Linked DNA regions of Sus scrofa: region 2 is linked to region 1. The links are chromatin contacts, called in public HiChIP or PLAC-seq maps. All regions are on one chromosome and are shown on one strand. Each heading gives the region's core, a stretch centred on a gene start, on an enhancer-like site or on the middle of the called end of the contact. The rest is flanking DNA. Distances are from core to core; before and after follow the strand shown.

The links. HiChIP or PLAC-seq counts read pairs in DNA pulled down with a chosen protein or histone mark.
Region 2: a contact with region 1 is called in an H3K27ac HiChIP or PLAC-seq map of alveolar macrophages. The contact joins the promoter of BBX here to the promoter of DZIP3 in region 1. A contact is called at or near these places in 2 of 2 datasets of contacts at active chromatin or transcription factors (alveolar macrophages and skeletal muscle).

What each region holds. Positions count from the first base shown.
Region 1 is chr13:150,931,599-150,935,778 of Sscrofa11.1, forward strand. It overlaps DZIP3 (E3 ubiquitin-protein ligase DZIP3), which reads right to left and starts at 2,447. Exons shown (of 31, transcript XM_021070425.1): 1 at 1,804-2,447. It overlaps KIAA1524 (protein CIP2A), which reads left to right and starts at 2,467. Exons shown (of 21, transcript XM_021070432.1): 1 at 2,467-2,668. The coding sequence starts at 2,567.
Region 2 is chr13:152,002,719-152,006,898 of Sscrofa11.1, forward strand. BBX (HMG box transcription factor BBX) reads right to left here and starts at 2,360. Exons shown (of 18, transcript XM_021070469.1): 1 at 2,202-2,360.

The DNA of each region.
Region 1 (4,180 bases), core at 1,197-3,696:
CATATTTTTTAAATTTGTCACTTTTTTGTTATCTCCACTTCAATTATCCTGTGGAAAAACTCCAGCAAATTAAATAATTCTCACTATTTCTGGGCTTATCCTCCTCAAAATCATAGCCTGTCCAGCTACCAGAGTAATCAATCTAAAACACAAACCTAAGTAAGTCAGGTCCCAGTTTAGAATAGGACATCACCACTGAATTCAGGATGGAGTCCAAGCTAAATTCTGGACCCAGCTTCATTTGCTCTTCCTTTTCCCCTTCTGGGTCTTAATATAGGACTCCGTTTCCGATATTAGGATACATAAATATCTCTTACTGAAAACTTCAGATCTTCTCATAGCTACCACAGTGGTACATCCTACTAAATTTGCATCAATTTTTCTTGTAGATTTTTTGAGAAAGAAATTATTTTACATCAAAATAAATACAGAAGAGATGCAAAATTTGTGACTGCTCAAGTTAAAATGCAAGATATTAAAGAAAGATGGCATTTGGCAGCAAGCCAGCTTTGACCCCTTTCTCTTAGCTTAAAATGTGGATGGATAATCATGACACACTTGTCATTACCAGTGAAAAGTCTGACACTGCCAAACTGCTATCACCGTATTTGCCAACAAGTTAAGATGTAACTACCACTTGCTGAGAACATAATTATGTCAGACAACTGTTCTAAATTCTTAGTTGGTTAACTCATTTTATAATAGCCTGACATGACTTCATCTCTACTACTCTCATCCCTTCTACTCCAGCCATAGCGGTGTCCTTGCTCTCCCTTATACACACTGCTAGACTCCCATTTCAAGGCCTTTGCCCTTTCTATTCTACCTGGAAATTTTTCCCCTTAGAAAGCATGACTCTCTTCTTCAGCTTCTTGAAGTATTTCCTCAAACTGCTTTCTGCATTCTGACTCCCATTTCCCTTTCTTTTAAACCATTACTTTAGAACGGTTTAAAAGAACCATTCTATGGGTTCTTTATTTTTTTCTCTATCTCTCTTTTCTTATTGTTTATTATTTATTGCTTTTCTTTCCCCTTTCAGAATGTAATGGAAGAAATTTTTTTTTATGACAGTAGGACTTTTATTCACTGAATCTAGTGCCTAAACCCGTGCCTCTAATTATTTACTGAATGAACAATTCCATGAAACAGGTATTACTGTTAGACTTAACTTTATGAAGAAACTGAAGCAATGAGAATTTGCCTACGGTCACACAGTAAAAGGCAGAGCTATAATTTGTAAGCAGACAGCCTGGCTCTATTCCTCACCATAACTGCATGGTCCTTTTAATTTTTGTGGTGAATTCTAGATGTTCTTAGCTATCTAGTATATTTCCTTTACTAGACAGTTCTCTCCCTGACTGGAAGATCTAGCCTACTTTATAAATCAGTACTTGTTTACAGAATGAATGAATGCATAAATACATTAATCACCCAATGATTTATATATATGTCTCAATTATTATTTTAAGGTTTCAGATTTAATTTTTAAATTGTCCACTATAAAAGTAATTCCTGTCTTTAAAAATGTAGTGACGTAAAATAGACTTTAATTGACAAAACATGATTTCTGACAAAGGGTTTAATTAAAAGAACATGTACCCTATCCTTACAATTTCCTCCAAATTAGTTTTTAAGGCTTTATTCAACATTAAGCAAAATGCTCCAGAACCAGCCTGACTCATTTCATCATACACACATGCATACTATTAGCTCTGATGAAAACCCGCAAACAGTGCCATTTTCACAGACACCGAGATTTATAAAACAATCAATCATGCTAGATAAAAAGACACTTTCACTTACAAAAACTGACGCTAATGAGAACACCCTCCGGAGCAATACCTGGCCCAGGAGTCACCTGGAGTAGCCTTCTCGAATAAGTTTGACAACGACTATCATAAGGGCCTGACTAGCTTGCCACAAAATCCGAAAGACCATAGGTTTACCCTGAAAAACAATCCTTAATAGAAGGGTGGACTTCGGAGCGATTTAAAAAAAAAAAAGCACCCTTCCAGGCCGCCTCAAAATCTAGAGCCCAAGATTCTCCTCCTCAGAGCTCCTCACCGTGTCTAGACTAGGGGGAAGCGACCATTTCTCAGGTAGAGGATGATGCACAAAGAAAAAACAGGCCAGCCAGCGCGAAGGCCAAGGAAACAAACGAAAAAAGAGCTCACAGATAAATAGGAAGCCCCTGCGCCCGCCCAACCGCCCCTTCACAGGTGGAGCCGCAATTTCATTTCTCGCGAGAAGTCCTGCCTTCGCGGAATTGCGAACTAAAGCCTCGCGGCTTTTCAGAACAAGGGTCTGAAAGGACAGCCCCCAGCTCGCCTCACCTACTCATAAAATGCCCCGACCCCAACTCTCCTTCCTCCCTCCACCACTGGGCCCCTCCCTCCCTTCTCTTCCTTGATTGCAGTCCTCAGGTTGTCTAGGGACTTCCGGAGCTCGACCGGAACCGGAAGCTTCTGTGACCGAGTGGGTGGGGCCGAAAGTCAAAAAAAAAGCGCGGTGAAGCCGGAGCTGGCAGGGTGGTGGTAATCCCCGAGCGGGACTGTGGAGGGTCCCGATGGACTCCACCGCCTGCTTCAAGTCTTTGCTCCTGACTATCAGTCAGTATAAAGCCGTTAAGTCCGAGGCGAACGCCACCCAGCTTTTGCGGCACTTGGAGGTGAGGGGCTCCGGGATGGAGGACCAGATGGGATTCCTCTAGCCTTAGTTCACTTTGTGGCTGCTATATAGCGGCCTAACCTAGAAAACAAAGGACAGCTACTTGCTCCCTCCACTATTTTTTTTGTGTTGGTAAAGAAGGCAAGTGATTATTAGCTTTGAATTCCCACGGTTATCTATCTACCCTGTCCCAAAGTTCCCCTTTCAGCTGATTGCAGGAAGGAAAGAGTAACTACGGAAAGCCCTAGGAAGAGGGAGGGTGAGACCCAAGGTTGGGGTTTAAGCTGTATTTGGAGGTGTTATCTTTTTCTTTGCCTCTTATTTTGGTTTTTCCATTGTAACAGAGGCTTCTCAGAATGTATCTCTATTCTCAGAGGTGGAGGTGGTGGGGAGTAATGATTATGCCTTGTCACTTGGGCAGTTTACAGTCTGAACCTGTTGCGTGCTTACTGCTTTTATTTGAACTTATGTTGAACTCGAGTTTGAAAATTATTATTTCAGCTTTCTCTGGACTAAGAAGCAATCTCCCTCACTAGTAATTGCTAAAATCTGTTGCTCACAGTTTTTCAGTCCTAAAATGCTGAATTGTCACTTTTTCCTATATTTCCCAGTGATTTGCTTCTTGAGTGTACTTATTTTGTGTTAAAAGTTATACTCACAGTTTTTTGTGATCCTGTTTGTTTTTTAGGCTGTTAAACTCCTGCTATGCATTCATGGAATTCCAACTAATATTGACCTCAGTTTCATAAAAGACAATAATTAAGCTCAATCAAAGCTTACTTTAATTCTCTAACAGAATTATGTTAACATAGAATTGAACAAATAGAACATATTTTAAAATTAACGCTGTGATAAAAGGCTAAATAACCAAAGATTTAGGAAGATACCCTGGAGGAAGGCGATTGTAAATGGCACAGCAACATCAGCCTTGTGATAATTGGATGCACTGTTTTGTGGAGCTTCACTGGTATTCCTTTTCACTTCAGGTGCCAATCTCCTAAGAACATTCGTTTTCTTTTTTCATGTCTTATCTCCACAAATCCCTACAGTCTTAACAATGAAGGGGTTAGCTGTTAAATCCTAAGACTTTGCTTTTCAGTTAGGATAGGACAGTGTGCTAGTGGACCTCAGAAGCCTCAAAAATAAGCAGAGCTGATGGTTTTAGAATTAGGAATTGTTTTTAGATTCTAATCTGAAAAGTTAGCTCTCTTTGAGAATAAGCAGGTATGTTGTGAATCTGAAGGAAGAGTGTTATCATGAATTGAAAGAGACCTCAAATTTGAGACTTAGAGATTGGCTTCTTGGTACTGTGTTCTCAAAATTTTCAAGAGGTTTACTAAAAACTCTTCTACCATTTAATTTAGAGATAACATGCATACATTGCTTAAAGTTCATTAATCTTAAATGAGGAGCTTGATATTGTGAGTTTTTTTAAACTTGTGTACATGCAAGTAGCTATGACTTATGAAATCTATGAAATTTACTCATGTTGTCCTGGTGTCTGTACTTCATT
Region 2 (4,180 bases), core at 1,110-3,609, 1.1 Mb after region 1:
CGAAGATCCCGCCGCCACCGCCGCTGCCTCCGCTGCCCCCCGGGGAGGCACCGCCGCCCGGCCCGGCGCTGCCATTCCGGGGTTGGACCGCGCGGCGCGCGTGGGGCCGGGAGCGGGGTGGCCACGCGGGGACGTCCGTGCCGGAGAGCCCCCTGCGCCCCCTCACCGCGGGCTGGCTACAAAAGTCGCGCGAGCAGAGGTGACGGCGGCGCGCAGGAGAGGGGGCGCGCGTGGGGCCCCACGCCGCGAGTGGGCAACCCCAGGGGATGGCGAAGAACGCCCCTCCCCGCGCGGGGAAAGTACCCCAGTCCCCGGCAGCCCGGCGTCCGCGGCGGGGAGACAAGAACTGGACGTGTCATTAGCAGGACAGGCAATGGTTTCAAAGCCCCAGGCCAATGACCATTAGCAGAGGCTGAGATCGCTCCGTCCCCATCCCCCACCACCTCCACCCACCTTCCCCTTCGCAACCCCCCCCTTCCACCCCACCTCGCGAAACTTTTCAACGAGATCCACCTGGACTAATTTGTCCTCAGTTAAAATATTGACTAGACCCTACACACCAGGAGGGAAGGGGAATGCACGCTTTATTTTCCTTTCTACAGAAAGGAAAGCAAAAAATAGCTTCTCTCTCCGTCTCTCCCTCTCCCCCCCCCCCGCCCCTGTCGTACATGTTGTGTCTTAGCTTTTTGCATCGTTTCGTTTTACCTTCCTCATTTAGCTGAAATGATCGCGGATATTTCACATATAAACGTGTTCCAGATTCTTGGATTCAGGCTCCTTGTAAATTACAGGACTCGGGTTTGGTCTCAGTTACGTTAAGTTTCATACAATACCAAAAAATTGAAAAAAATAATAATAAATTTCTGAGGGTGAGCGAGCGAGACGAGGTGGAGGAGGAAAAGAAACCTCGAGTCTGATTTCTGTAATTTACTAGCGACCCGGATCGCAGCAAATAACAGTGTAACACGAGTGTGGCTTAAGAGGGCTGGGGAGCTCTTTCTAGAGGCATCGACCCCATCCCCGGATAAAGGATCTGCAAGTTTTCTGTCATCGCGACCATGCAATGCCATAACTTACCTTCAGAATTAAGACTTTAAACAGCCAAGGCCTTCCTCCTCCCCTCCACCACCACCACCCCCAGCTTCGCCCTCTCCACCTTAAACTTATTGACACAACATAATCCCACATTCAAGCAAAATCCTGACACAGCCTCCCTCCTCCTCTTCCCCCTCCTCTCTTCCCTCCCGTTCTCTCGTTCTCTCTCCCCCGTTCTCTCTGGTTCTCTCTCTCTCTCTCTCTCTCTCTCCCTCTCGTCCCCCCCCCCCCCCCGCGCCGGCTTTCCCTCCCTCTTCTCTCTCCCCTTCTCCCTCGCCCTCTTCCCCCTCTCTCCCTATTCTTCCTCCTAGCCACTCTGGCACTAAAACAGCACTTTCTCTACTCGCCGCGCATTTGGTTAAGGGTGGGGGGGTGAGAGGGCACCGATCTCCGGGGCCGGAACACCCAAATCCCAACTCTCCAGATGAACGAGCAACTGGGCTGCTGTTCCCGGTCACCGACGCACACGAAACGTTCAATAAATACACTGAGGGTTGGCTCCTCGTACCTTCCTCCCCTGCCCCGACTCCCCAGGCCCCACCTCCCCGGCAGCCGAGCCCAGGCTGGGCTCCACGTACTTTCGCCGAGATGAAGTTTGGGGCTCCCCGGGCGGCCACGAGCCGCCCGCCGGCATGAGGGCTCTGTTGTTGTTTTCCTCGGGCTGCTCCTGCCTGCGCCCCGGCTCCCGTGCCCCTCTCGGGCGGCGCTGCCTGTGTGCCGAGAGGTGCTGGTTGCAAACGCAGCCTGGCACCGGCTGGCCTACTACTCCCCAGCCCGGCCCCCAGCCTCCCGCCCGCAGGGCACTGCCTCTGCGCCCCCCGCCCCCCGCCGGCGCGGCCGCCGCGACCCTCGCCCCCGACCTCTCCCGACCCAAAGTTTTGGCGGAGGGGGAAAGTGCCCGGGGAGCGGGCCGGCTGGCGGCGGCTCCGGACGCGCGGGGTTCCCTCCGTCTTCCTCAAGTCCAGCCTACCGGCTGCCGCCGCCGCCGCCGCCGCTGCTCCTGCCGCGGAGTCCTTGGGGCTGCAGCCCGGCGGCTCGCAAGTGAGTAGGAAAACAGAAAGTGAGGGGAGAGCGCCCGGGAAGGGCTGGGAATGGGGGGCTCTTACCTCGCGGGCTCGCGGGGCGTGAGGGCGTGTGTGTGGCTCGCCCTCAGCGGCCAGTCAGGGGTTCTCTATGGGAAAGTGGAGAGGAGCTCGCTGAGCCGCTCTGCCTCCGCTTCACTGTACACTGCTCCACATACAGTACATGCAACCCGGAGAGACTGAAAACACTCATTTTATATAAGGCAGCCTGCCATTGGCCCGTGCCGTGACGGACAGGCCGCGCGGCCAAACAGAAGACCCGTTACACCCAAACACACGCACACATACACACATTTTACAGAGACACACAAAGATCATCACATTTTCTATTTTCTAATGTTCGGGACCTGTAGACAGTAGGAGAGGACAGGTAGAGAGGCCCAGCAGAGTGGGTTGAGGGGCAAAAACCCTGTCTGCACCAAGTTGCAAGGCTTGAAACTGGTGTCCTTTTGACTTGGGAGGGTTATAGTAATAAACTACAACTCCACTGGATATGGAAGTGAGGGTTTTTTTTTTTTTTTTTTTTTTTTAATCGTTGCCTTGTGGTGCCCCATGGAAGAGGCGTGCATTGTGTTATGATTCTACAGCCTGACTTGGCTAACAAGTGGCCAGGAAAGGCTTTTAATCAGCTTGGATTCTTTTATCAATGGGTTAGCTATCACACAGGCCAAAATAGTGCAAGATAAGTTTATTAGGACTGTAATACATTGAGGTTGTTGATGCTTCATTCGTAGGTAAATTGAGAAAAATCAACACAACGGTACCCAGAAACAAAGATAAACATTTTGCTGAAATAGTGACTCTACTTGTAGCTGATCAGAGGACTGCAAATCACCTGTGTGGGCATACAAACAGTACCGAAAAGTAGACTAAGTCGTGGAAGATTGGTTGTTGACCCTTTTCCTTCAAAATAGGCCTTTTGAATCAATATATGCAAGATCTATATTTTTGATATTTTATATATGATATTTACTTTACTTCAAGTCATATGTGAACATCTCATGTTGGATGACTTTGGGAGATGGTGACCCCAAGGACACTTATTTCTAATTTTTCTTTCTATGATGCATCTTTAACAGTTTATATTTGACAGTCCTACATAAACAAGTCAACAGGTTGCTGAGGAAAAGCCTTAGCTGGAAACTAAGAGAAATAAATTCTAGACCCAACTCTCAAACTTGCTAAACAATCTTGAGCAACTAATTTAGCCTCTTTAACTCTCAGATTTGGTTTGAGGTTTTGTTTTCATTTTTTCTTATAAGGTTAAAATAAGAAGCTTCCCCTAGTTTCCCTTCATTAAATGTTTATTCAGCATCTACTGTGTACCAGGCATTATCATAGGTCCTAGATGTTTTCTTATGGTTCTTTCTGATTTAAGAGTCTGTGAATTATTCTTAAACACAAACATTTTGATGATTAAATAAACATTAGGATTTTATGGACTAGATGTGTAGCTTTAAAACTTAAAGGAACACTGGATAAGAGAACTTATTTCAAATCCCTCTTTATTTCCTTGATGTTATCTTGAGATTTTTCTCTCACATCCATAAAGTTAGCAAATGAGTGTGTATGTGCTTGTGTGTGAAAGACTGGGAACCAGGAACAGATATGGAGAAAATTTAAGTTTATGAAGTATAGAAAACAAATGGTGTTATTTAGAAATGTGATGTTTATTTTTTAGAAGGAAATAATTTTTAACAGAGATAAGTATATAAAATCACATTTTAAACCTATAATAGTAAAGGTTATATTAATGATGCTCTGCATTTAGTTGCCAGAAGGAACAAATGTTCTTTATCCACTCTACACACTGCCTTGAGGTTAGTGCTAAGTATTATCTCTATTTTATCCATAAGAGAAATGGGATTGCTTAAGGTTACTCAGAATACCATTGAAGAAGGAACTTAAACCCAGGACTCTTAATACCCAACATAGGTTTTGAATAACTCAACAGCCCTTTCTTCCAAATTACAAACTTCAGGGGCAAAAGGCAGATGGAGGAA